2 separate regions of the Sus scrofa genome follow, and region 1 is linked to region 2. Evidence: chromatin contacts called from public HiChIP or PLAC-seq data. All regions are on one chromosome and are shown on one strand. Each heading gives the region's core, a stretch centred on a gene start, on an enhancer-like site or on the middle of the called end of the contact. The rest is flanking DNA. Distances are from core to core; before and after follow the strand shown.

Region 1 (6,010 bases), core at 2,234-4,733, 150 kb after region 2:
TATATCTTGGGCCTTCAGAGATGATTCATTCGGAGAGAGGATTTTACAGTTAAGACAAGTTTGGAAGCCACAGGCCTGGGCCAGGGTGCTCATGTTCCAGGGAAGACCCTGACGGACAGGCAGGGAAGGGCAGAGGCCACACAGCAAGTGTGACACAGTCAGTGGCAAAGAGTCCCTGCTGCTGAGCCTTCATCCTTCCCAGACAGCCTCCCCATTTGTTTTACTTTTTAAAAGATCCTAGATGGCATACACAGGTGTTTACTCACTCACTTTACACTTTTCTCTATTTAAAATATGTCAGAAATTATCAAAACGAGAACAAATGTTTTTGTCCTTTGGGTCTGGGTCTTTCCACCTGTGCCTCTGCCTCCTGATCATTTTTTTGGGAGGGGGCGCACCCATGGCATATGGAAGTTCCCAGGCTAGGAGTCAAATCAGAGCTGTAGCCACTGGCCTGTCACCACAGCCATGCCAGATGTGAGCCGCATCTGACCTACACCACAGCTCACGGCAACACCAGATCCTTAGCTCACTGAGCGAGGCCAGTGATGGAACCTGCGTCATGGATACCAGTCAGATTCGTTTCCGCTGAGCCACGACGGGAACTCCTCTGCCTCCTACTCTTGACTGACATAACGCTGGGGCCCTCCCTGTGGCCCCCAACTCTGCCAGCACCCGGTGTCTGTGAGACGCCAAGTCCTATAACACTGAACCAGGAAGAACTGGGGAGTGGTGGTGATGAGGACAATGGTGGGACGAGGAGGCAGGCCTGTAGTCAGTCCCCTGGTTTCCATCCCATTTGACGTTGCGCCTGTGAAATCTGGCTCCGTTCTCCAGCCCTCCAGGCCTCTCCCCCCAGGAGCGGGAACAGAGACCTTTCCAGGCAGGAGAAGAGAACATCCCCTGGCTGAGCAGAGACTCATTGTCAGAGGGTTTATGTAACCACTTGAATTGCAGAGCCAATTTAAAAATAATTCCTGTCCATCTGGAGTGGATTTAAGAGATGAAGGGAAAGTAAATGATATAAACCTATGGAATGTTTTAGAAAAATGCTTCCAGGAGAGAAAGGTACGGGGGTGGAGGGGCATTCATTAAGTCATCCCTGCAGTGAGGGGCTCCTGGGGTATCTGCTGCCTCAGGAAGAGCTCTGCAGTGACTCCGTGAATTTCTGAATCTTGGAGCGGGTCGGGACCTAGTAGTAGAAGTAGCAGGAGCAGCAGTTAATGCTTGTCAGGCCCTTACTGAGTGTCTTAACAACAACCCAATGAGGTGTAGGTAGTATCATCCCCATCTTACAGATGAAGAAACTAAGGCTTAGAGGCTGAGTAACTTGGCTGAGGCCCTGGTCAGTGGCAGGAGCTGCTGTTTAGGCTTAGCTGTGCCCTTTGCTCATCACCAGCCTCCCCAGCTTTAGGAACCCAGCATCACCCATCACTTTTGATGGGTTTAGGCTTGGGCTCTGGTCCCATTTGCCTGGTGATACCAGCAAAGAACCAGTCACCTGGAGCATTGGCTGTAGCTCTCTTCAGCTGGTGCCAGGGCCACTGTGTGAGGACCAAAGGCCTGGTCCAGACTGACCTGAGTTTCTCTAGGGCGAGGCGTGCGGCTGTACTACATTGGAGGGGAGGTCTTCGCAGAGTGCCTCAGTGACAGCGCCATCTTTGTCCAGTCACCCAACTGTAACCAGCGCTATGGCTGGCACCCAGCCACCGTCTGCAAGATCCCACCAGGTAACACCACCTACACACCTACCCCTTCCCTGAGGTCCTCTCCTCCAAGGCACATGCCTCGGATGCAGGGGAGGTTTCTTCTTACCATTTCTCCTCAGTGGTGTTTGCATGGCCAATCTGGAGGTGCTTCGCTTGATTTTTCTCTGTGGCTTGCTCTCTCACTCTGAGCTTCCTGAACCTCTGAGGAGCAGATGCAGCATCTGACAGATCTGCCTCTCACCTGTGGGTACCTGCTCATTGCCTGTGTGCAGAGATGCTCAGGTGGTGTGCTGGCTAGCTTCCCTCTTTCCTTCCGCCATTCCAGATGCGGAGCTGGAGGGGAGCAGGAAGCCCTGCTGCTATCCCCACAGACCTTACCCATCATCTCAGTGTACAAGGCAAAGATACAAGTGGGTTTAATACAAGGGAGGGTGCTAAGCACCAAGTAGGCAGCACAGGTAAGGTGCTCTTGGATCTAAGGGGGAAAACACATTGAATTATTAGGATGGATCAAGGAAGCTTCTTGGAGGAGAAGAGCTTGGGCTGGGAAGGATGGGTAAGTATTAGATGCACAGAGGGATGGGGTGGGGACCGTGAGGGCATTCAGGCAGAGGGAACATTATGGGCAAAGGCCCAGCGGTGATGGAGGGCAGGGCACGTGTGGGCAGCGCTCTGGCTGCAGCAGAGGCCCTGTAAGAGACAGTCAGGGATCATGTTTTGAAAGTTTGATGGAACCAAGCCATGGAAAGATGTGAGAAAGTTTTGTTTTTATTTGGGGGCCCTGTTGAGGGTTTTCTGAGTCGGGCTGTGAATCCCACTTGTACTCCAAGAGGAGTCAGGCTCACCCCAGACGGTGGCTTGAACAGGGCCAGGTCTGGGTAGAGGACCAGGCAGGAGGTGATCTTATCCAAATCCTTTTCACAGCAAAAGCGGAGGCAGAAAGCCCCCGCGAAACCCACTTTTCCCAGGGCGGGCAGCCGCAGAGCATGCAGTGTGCCTGACTGGGAGAGTGTGTAGCTTAGGTCGTTGCCTGTGGGGGTGTGTGTGTGTGTGTGTGATGTCTTCCTGCCTGCTAAGTAGCAGGTGATGCTGGAGAGCAGTGGGCCACTGGCAGGGTCAGCTTAAGAAGGAAGAGTCTGGGAGTTCTTGATATGGCTCAGGGGTTAAAGGCCTGACGTCTCTATGTGGATGTGGTTCAATCCCTAGCCTCAATCAGTGGGCTAAGGATCTGGGGTTGCTGTGAGCTGCAGTTTGGGTCACAGGTGCAGCTCAGATCTGGTGTGGCTGTGGCTGTGGCCTGTAGCTCCCATTTGACCCTGGCACAGAGGGAACTTCCATATGCCATAGGTGCCTTTAAGAAGACAAAAACAAAAAAAAAAGAAGAATGCAGAGTCTGAGTTGCCTAGCGATGCTGTTTCCGGGATGTCACATGGTTGTGTTTACAGAGCACATGTCTATCTCGGGTCTCACTTAGTTCCCTCCAGTAACCCTAGCTCTACAGGGGGAGGCATGTTGAAGAGACAAGTTCAGAGAGGTTAAGCCACCTTCTAAGGACACACAGCCAGTAAGTGGCTGAGCCAGGATGAGCCTATCGCTGTGTGCTTCTTGCTGCTTGCTTGGCAGGGGGCTGGAGCCCACCTTTGACCCTGCTTCACCCCGCTTCCCCTCAGAGAAAAACGAGAAGAGGAAGCCAGGCTGCGTTCTTGACTTTGTGCCCATCCCTTCACCCCGCCCTCCTTGTCTCTGGTGAGGGCAAAGCTGGCTGTGGTGGTGGTTGTTAGCTCATGGAATGTCAGAGCTGGGGGCCTTTGAGGCCAGTCTCTCCTTTACAAGGGAGACACAGGGCTTAGAAGAGAAAGTGACCAGCCCAGAGTCACACAGCAAGCCGAGGGGCCCAGGGTGGCCCATTAGCAAGTGTCACCTCAGCTCACCTTTTGGGCATTTCCAGCATGTGCTTTTTGTCTTTTATTTTTCCGGTTGACACATTCCTGGCACAGAGGCGGCAGGACTTCAAACAAAAGATTTATTATAAACTTCATGTGTGCCTGTCTCTAGTTTTCCTGCCTGGGGAGTTAGGCATACACCTTGGCTTTGCTGCGAATGTCACCTTGACCCAGTCTTGTGCCCACAAGGCCAAATGTGGCCCAGACCTCTTTTTCCCTCCCGGCCCCGGCAGAGGTGGCTTCCTCAGTGAGGCTGGGGTGGAGGGCAGCCAGGGACCCTCTGCAGAGCTTCCTGTGGGCACGGCCTGCCTCCGGCACTCCCGCCATGCAAGAGCAGGGGCTGCTGTTGCCCAGGCTGTCCGCCACACCCCACACCACCATGGACCTTCTGTTCTCTCTGTTCCCTGGAGTCTTGCCTTGGCCCCTTTGCCCAGGGCAGGGCCACCTCTCCCCGCCCATCTCCCTTGTTCCTGGGCCCACCTTGCTAACTTCCTCAGCATTCCCACTCTGGGGCTCGGAGCCTACAGGCCAGTGTTTAACTCCCCCCTCACCCATGTCAGCTGCGTCCGCTTCAGGGCGGTGATGGCTTCAAGGGCAGGGAGTGGGAACACTCGTCCAGGTGAATGGGGGGGGCACCTTCAGCCCGGGGAGGGAGGAGCTCCAGACAGGGGTATTCTCCATGCCCACAATCACTGTTTTGTTCTGTTGGCAGGATGCAACCTGAAGATCTTCAACAACCAGGAGTTTGCCGCCCTCCTGGCTCAGTCTGTCAACCAGGGCTTTGAGGCCGTGTACCAGCTGACACGGATGTGCACCATCCGCATGAGCTTCGTCAAGGGCTGGGGCGCCGAGTACAGGTCAGGGTTGGGGCACCTGGACAGCGGAGTGGGGGCTTCCCAGAAATGAGCTAGCCTGGCCCTCACCCTGAATAGCAGAGGGGCCAGGGATCAGTGGGCAGCTGAGCCCCACTGGGTGAGGAAGGGCTGAGCAGTGCTCGCCTAGCACTTGACTTTCTCAGGCGCTGGATGCACACAGTCCCATTTCAGCCTCACTACAACCTTGGGCAGGGACATGGGCATGGTCCCCTTCGTACAGATGAGGGAACCAAGGTCCAGGGAGGGCAAGCCACTTGCCTGAAGTCACATCATTTGTAGAAAAACTGAGCCTAGAACTGTGCCCCCTTGGTGTCTTTCTCCTAGTTGGCTTTGGGCAGCTGCTTGTACAATGACCCTCCCCGGGAAGTTGGGTCTTCATCCTGGAGTTCCTTCCCTCCTCTGTGGCTCCATCTCTGACCGGAGCGACCCTCAGGACCTAGGATATTAAAACTGAGAAGCAGGGAGGGGACGAGGAGATTTGATAGTCCTACAGGAAGATATCTTACTTGCTCAGAAATGATTTTTTTTTTTTTTCATAATTTCAGACAGTGGTTTCAACATGGCACTGGTTAGGGGTCTCCCTGGTCTGCTCTCGAGTTTCTCAGACTGTTCTGGGGTGGGCTTCAAGAATCCTATTCCTTTTCTCCCCACACCTGGACAGGAGTCTCCCAAGGGGCAGGTCTGTGGGCCCAGCCCCCTGCTCTGTGGCAGACACAGAGGTACCCACACGTCAGCTGGAGCCAGGGCCTTGCAAGTTACTCTCCCCTTCGCTTCATTTTTCCAGATGTTTGGAATCCATTTTGTTTTGCAGTCATTCTGCACCCGAGCCAAACCCATTTCAATATTGGCTCTGGGCCACCGTTTATAATGAAATCCAGATGAGCATGACTTATGGAAAGTCAGATTCTCATTAGAGGATTTCGGTCCATAAAATTCTCCTCTTTCATTTACCGTATTTCAGCTGCTGTTCCCTGTGTCAGCCCCGCAGTGCTGGGGGACGTGGCACCTTGGTCTCTGGGGTCTGAGATCTGGGATGAATGACCAGCGCAACGTTCCCACTGGTCAGCCCTCAGGAGAACTTACAGCCCAGTTATATGGCCTGAGCTGAGCCCAGGCCCAAAGGCCCAACCTGAGGGACCCTTTAGCCTTGGCTGTAATCATGTAGGCAACAAGAATTGAAAGGTTAGAAAATTAGTCTTGTTTTGAAGCTGGGGAAAGGAGATACTTAAAGATGGAATCAAGGGAAAAGAGCCAGAGGGAGGGAGGCCCAGGTGCTCTTTACCACTCAGACTGCAGTCCGGAGGGCCACACTTGGGCACCCAGGTCAGGCAGGCACCGCAGGGCTGAGCCCAGAAGCCCATTGCTAACCTTCCACTTGGGCGAAGCGTGGCCAAGCAAGGATGCTGCTGCCCTCAGGCCTGTGGTTCTTGACCTGGGTGCAGCACCACAGTGCTCCAGCTTCAAGTGCTTGAGAAGTGGCCCC
Region 2 (5,782 bases), core at 2,801-5,300:
AAGGAAATCTAGCCTCTCCTCCTTGCTCTGCTGCTGCAGACTTTGGTCACCTGCCCAAGGGAATGTCCCATGTGCTCAGCCAGCCAGATCCCCCATCTGCGCCCCTCCCCTGTGATACATGAGCAGGAATTGGTTTGTTGAGCTGGCTTGCAAGCTGTGTTTGGGTAGTTTGTTTCCCTGAGTCCAACTGATTCTAGATGACCCGATCAGTGGGACTTTAAAAACTGAAAGCCAAAGCCCCTTGTGAGGATCCCCCTGGGAGATCTTGTGTGAGCAGCCACCTGAAGTGTCCCTCCTTAGAGGCATCTCAAATTCCACAGCTGGTGCCCCCAAGGTTGCTCTGGTAGGCAGGGCTTAGCTGTGAACTGGCCCTGGCTGCAGACCAGTGGTCCTCAATGGGGAGGGGATCTTACAATGTCAGAAAACACTTTGGGTTGTCACATCTTGGGTGAGGGAGGAGGTACCACTGACACCTAGAGGCCAGGGTTACTGCTAAACCTCCTACAATGCATAGGACAGCCCCCCCTCCACAGAGAATGATCCGAAGAACCTGTCCCAACACCATCAATAGTGCCAAGGCTGAGAAAGCTTCAAGTCAGACCACTTGGCTTCATCACCAGCTCTACCTGGAGCAACTCACCTACCTTCTAGCTGCCTGTTTCCTCAGCTTTAAAATGGGTATAGTATTGCATTCTCTTGGGGATCACAGCAGGTTAAGGATCCAGCCTTGTTGCTGCTGTGGCGCAGGTTTGATCCCTGGCCCAGCACCTTCCACATGCCATGGGAAAAAAAAAAAAAAAAAACTTCCACATGCCCCAGCCAAAATAAAATAAAATAAACTGGGTGTAGTATCCACACCTACCCATAGGGTTGTTGCAGAGAATAAGTGACTAACTTACATTAAGCACTTGGAGCCATGCTTGTTACGCAATAAAAACGCTCGGGAAGGTTTTATTGTTACTGTTAGTATTTGTGGGATAAGAGTCTCCACTGTGTAGCTGTTCGTATGAGTGTGGATGCCAATCCATTCACATAGAGTAACATTTGCACCTTGGCATCACGTGTGATGGAATCAGGAAGTCCCATGTCGCTGTGGGGCCTTGGCCTCTGCCAGAGGCACAGTGCCTCCCTGGCGGTAGCTTGCTGGTTTTTCGGTTGCCGAACTGTGTCTCTGAGCCCCACAGGGACCAGGAGCTCTGGCTGTCCACCTGGAGGGGGTTAGCAGCTCACCTTCCTGGGCTTGCCTCCCTTTCAGCCTCTCCAAACTCAGATCCTAAAGCTGCCGGCCCCCTCCTGGCAGACGCCCTGGCTGCTCAGACTCAGCTTTTGCTGGAGGACCCGGTTTGGGCTCCCTGCCTGCTCTCTGACTGGCGCTTCGGCCTCAGCTCACCCAGGTTTGCTGCTGGTTGCTTGAGGGGCCTCAGCCAGCCTTCTGTCCACCAAGGACACTGGCGAACACTGGGGAGTATATATTTCTTTTTTTTCCCCCCCGCAGCATGTTTGAAAGTTCCTGGGGGAGTTCCCACTGTGGCACAACAGGATCAGCATGTCTTGGGAATACTGGGACACAGATTTGATCCCCAGCCCAGCAGAGTGGGTTGAGGATCCCTCATTGCCACAGCTGTGGCATAGGTTGCAATTGCAGCTCAGATCTGATCCCTGGTCTGGGAACGGCCAAAAAGACAAAAAAAAGAAAAGAAAGTTCCTGGTCCAGGGATCAAACCTGCACCACAGCAGGAACCTGAGCCGCCATAGTGACAACGTGGGATCCTTAACCCACTGCACCACAGGGGAACTCCTATACATTTCTATTTTACTAGTTTTCAGCTATACCTGACCTCTACCTGGAATCTTCAGAACACTCAATGAACAAAGGTAGTAGTGGTGGAAGATTGTGAGAAGGAAAAGAGATTTTAAAATCTATGAATTATAAATATATATTACATTTATATATTATAAATACAATATATGAAATATATACATATATGCATTGTAGTGAAGTGAATTGGTTACCAAAATATAATGATCTCCCTCCTCCACCCCCCCCCAGCATTAGTTATTCAGGAAGAAAAGTTGGCAGGGGAGGTAAGGAGAGAGAAGAAGAATATCTTAAAAATCTAGAATTTTTACAAAAGGGAAACTAACACTTTCATGGAAGCATTAGCTAGGCTCTCCTTTTAAGGAAAAAGACTGGTCTTCAAAAGGAAGAGATTAAAAATGCACTATCACTTAGGGAACAATCAGCTTTAAAAAGGATCCCCAGAGGAACCCACTCCTGGGACTCTCGCGGTCGCAGGGTCAGCCGGCGTTCTCCCAGCCGGCTGCAGCTCTCAAGTGCTTGCCAGTCAAGTTCAGGGAGGGAGACATAGTCCTACTCCAAACCTGCTCCTCTGTTGGACAGACACACGGGAGGGTGCTGGGCTTGCCACCGCTGCTAGTCGTAAAAAACTGCCTGTTTCTTGCAAACTGACTGTTTCTCCCTTTAGGAAAATGGGCATTTGAAGGAGCTTCTCTCACCCCATTTGATTCTGATGACAGGGGCTAAGTGCCCATTTTCTCACTGGAAAGCCATTAGCATGATGTTCAAAATGCAGCCATCCGCTGCATGATAAATTGATGCTCTGTTTTATCAAACTGAGGTTTCAGAACAGCTGAGAGAGAAGAGGCTACACTTTCCTCTGTGAGATCATGCTTTGAAGATCCCAAGACCTTGGCCTTAGTGGGGTCAGGATGTTAGAAATGGGGTTGGCTCTTTAGACTCTAGGATAACAGGACTAAGCCCTCTTTACTGATTCTATTTGATTCATTCAGAGAATATTGATGGGGCATCTACTCTGTGTCCCCAGGCATTATACAGCCACTGGAGGTACAAGCAGAGAACAAAACAGAAAAAGTCCTCCCTTCATGGAGCTAGTATTTTAGTGGAGGGAGGAGACAAAGTGTCTGGGGAAGAGATGGTACCTTTTAGGAGGTTCTCGGAAGGGCCTCCCTGAGATGCTGATGTTTGAACAAAGACCTGAGAAGTGAGACGGTGCTGTACCAGGGAAAGAGTGCTCCAGGCAAGGCAAACAGCCGTGCAAAGGCCCTGAGGTTGCAGGGAGCCAGGTGTGTTTGGAAAACGGGTACAGCAGGGCAGGGTGGGAGATCAGGTCAGAGGGGCAGTGGGAGGGATGAGGCAGACCATGCAAGCTCCTGGGCCAGGGTGAGCCCTTTGGATTTTTCTCTGACTGAGATGGGGAGCCCTTGGAGAGTGTCAGGCAGGGGAATGACACCACACATTATATGAACCACCCTTAGCTCACTTCTAAGTTATTTGCTTGGCCCCATCTTAAAGGCGAGAAGACTGAGGTTCAGAAGGGTTAAGAGAGTTGCCCATGTGCCCATGGCACGAGCTGCCAAGACTCTAGGCCCGACCCCTCTCCCTTCTAATCCAGGGTTCTTTCCTCTCTTGGGTGTAAACCCCTGCTTCCACCTGAAAGAGTTGGGAGAGGGGCAGACAGGACTGCCTCTTTCTGCATCTGCCTCTGGGTGGATCGGGACCTGCTTCACAGCATCGTTTGAGGGCACATACAGAATGTGCTCTGCAAACGATCAACTATTGCTCATATGGTGATCCTAGCTAGCCATTCTTCCTGACCCATCCCCAGGGCCTGACAGTCCTCCTTTGAACACTGGGTTGAGCCTTGCTGGTAGCCTTTTTTCACCTAGAAAGGTTCCTGTGCCAGCTCCTGTTTCTACCTTTCCCACTCCTCCCATGTGGAGCTACTGGTTTCACCTCCAAGTCCTACCTTGCCTTGGTTCACAGACCAATCAGTGCGTATAAGGAGGCACTTAGACAGCAGGATATTGGGTCACCCTTCCCATTGGGGGGCCCAGCACTGTGCCTGGCACCCACCGAGGACTGCATACCCATTAGTTGACCTGAGCACCAGGCCTGGCCCTCCTGTGTGGCCCACAGCTGCCGGCCCCTGCAGCTGAGTCTACTCTGCTCATCCTGTGAGGGCTGGGGCCTGGCCCAGAGCTGCTCTGGCTCAAGGCCACTGGGTCCTGCCGGAAGTACACAGCAGTCATAACACATCCAGGAAACAGGCTCATGGAAGGAGTGTGAAGGGCACAGCTATGGTTTGGGGTGCTCACGTCCAGTTTTGTTGCCAGCAGGCTTGCAGGGAAGGGGGTGGGGGCAGCAGCTGGTCCAGTGGAGGGAAACCCCTGTGCACCCTGCGAAGACGGTCCACTCTTCTCTGTGGGTCAGCTCCTCATGATATCTTCACCAGAGGATTTTCTTCCCCGTATGGATTTCACAGAAGGTAGACGGACTTGTACTCACAAATGCAGAGTGGCCAGAGTTTTGAAGGCCTTCAGTACCCTTGGGCCATACCCTCAAAGAAAAAGATGGGGAGAAGCAAAATTGGAAGAGAAGAAAGACTGTAAAAGTTAAACAAAACCACCCACAAATAGCCTGGAAGGAAAAAAGACTGTACCATATCATGGCAATTGTGGACAGTTTGGCAGCTGAGCCAGTGATGACTCATTCCTAGACTCTGGTTGCATAATCCTCCCCAGCCCAGGCAGGAGAATGAAACTAGGAAACTAACGCAGTGACATTTAGTAGCAAAAAGGAAGCCCACACAACATTTGTGCAAGGCCATCCAAAAATAGCGGGCTCCTCCATGCTTGGGCTGAAAACTATGCATTTCACTTGAAATGCCTGAGTCGTGGCACATTTTTCCTGGACCACCCACACCATCCAGTTCATTTCAATTTAGCACACATTTATGGCGGGCCTACTGTGTGCCAAGCCTGGTGTCGTGGATTTAGGGCTGGGAAATCCAGGGATGCAGGAGACTGGATGAGGAAAATGTGGGAGGAGGAAGGAATGGGTTTTGGAGCCAGAGAGTGATGGAATCAACCCCCAGCTTGGTCCCGTAGCAGCTCTGAACCTTGCTTTTTCCTTGTCTGTGGCGTGGGAATAGCAATGCCCACCGCATTCAATTAAGTGAAGGTTCAGTGAGTTAAGGTATGTCAGTCCCCAGCATGCTCATTAGCATATATAGTAGGGCTTCACCATATGGCAGCTCCTCTTGCACCCTCTGGAAGGATCCTCAGAGTGCATGCATGTGTGTGTGTGTGTGTGTGTGTGTGTGTGTGTGTGTGTGTGTGTGTGTACTTGGGCATGTGGGCACTGCAAGACCACAAATGCCACTGGAGGGAATTCCCATCATGGCTCAGCAGTAACGAACCCAGCTAGGATCCATGAGGACGTGGGTTCAATCCCTGGCCTACTTGGTGGGTTAAGGATCCAGCATTGTGGTGAGCTGTAGGTCACAGACCCGGCTCAGATCCCATGTTGCTGTGGCTGTGGTGTAGGCCGTCAGCTGTAGCTCCAATTCAGCCCCTTGCCTGGGAACTTCCATATGCCACAGGTGCCGCCCTAAAAAAAAAAAAAAGCCACTGGAAAAGTGTAAAGCCATAAGGGGCCTCAATGAAAGGAACTCTCAAATCTGGTCGGAGTGATTCAGAGAGGAAGAAACCTTTGAAATGAGCTTTGACTCATTTATGCTGAGCTGAATGAACTGCCCAGAATGAACAGTGGCAGTTTTTTTCCCTTCAGTGCTCCCTGGGTGTCCAGCCTGGAGCCAGGCCCTGGATGCAAGGACAAAGGAAACAAATCTATCATCACTTTTTAATAATCATAATGATAAAAATAGAAATAATAATACAGGGAAGCGGATTGGCATAATAGTTGTGGGTGCTGGTTCTGCAGACAGATTCCCTGTGTACA

What was found. HiChIP or PLAC-seq counts read pairs in DNA pulled down with a chosen protein or histone mark.
Region 1: an H3K27ac HiChIP or PLAC-seq map of skeletal muscle shows a contact between it and region 2. The contact joins two enhancer-like sites. A contact is called at or near these places in 1 of 47 Hi-C or Micro-C datasets (skeletal muscle) and 2 of 2 datasets of contacts at active chromatin or transcription factors (alveolar macrophages and skeletal muscle).

What each region holds. Positions count from the first base shown.
Region 1 is chr1:165,112,923-165,118,932 of Sscrofa11.1, forward strand. SMAD3 (SMAD family member 3) reads left to right here. Exons shown (of 9, transcript NM_214137.1): 7 at 1,593-1,730; 8 at 4,365-4,509. Among named protein-coding and RNA genes, the nearest start is that of AAGAB, 77 kb to the right of the region's middle. Within about 2 kb of position 3,484, at least 29 of the 83 cell types and tissues checked have an H3K27ac peak or open chromatin away from gene starts, as enhancers often do. A contact at or near this core is called in skeletal muscle, where this site is marked.
Region 2 is chr1:164,959,906-164,965,687 of Sscrofa11.1, forward strand. LOC110261941 (a long non-coding RNA gene) reads right to left here. Exons shown (of 3, transcript XR_002346356.1): 3 at 2,007-4,379. Among named protein-coding and RNA genes, the nearest start is that of SMAD3, 36 kb to the right of the region's middle. Within about 2 kb of position 4,051, at least 42 of the 83 cell types and tissues checked have an H3K27ac peak or open chromatin away from gene starts, as enhancers often do. A contact at or near this core is called in skeletal muscle, where this site is marked.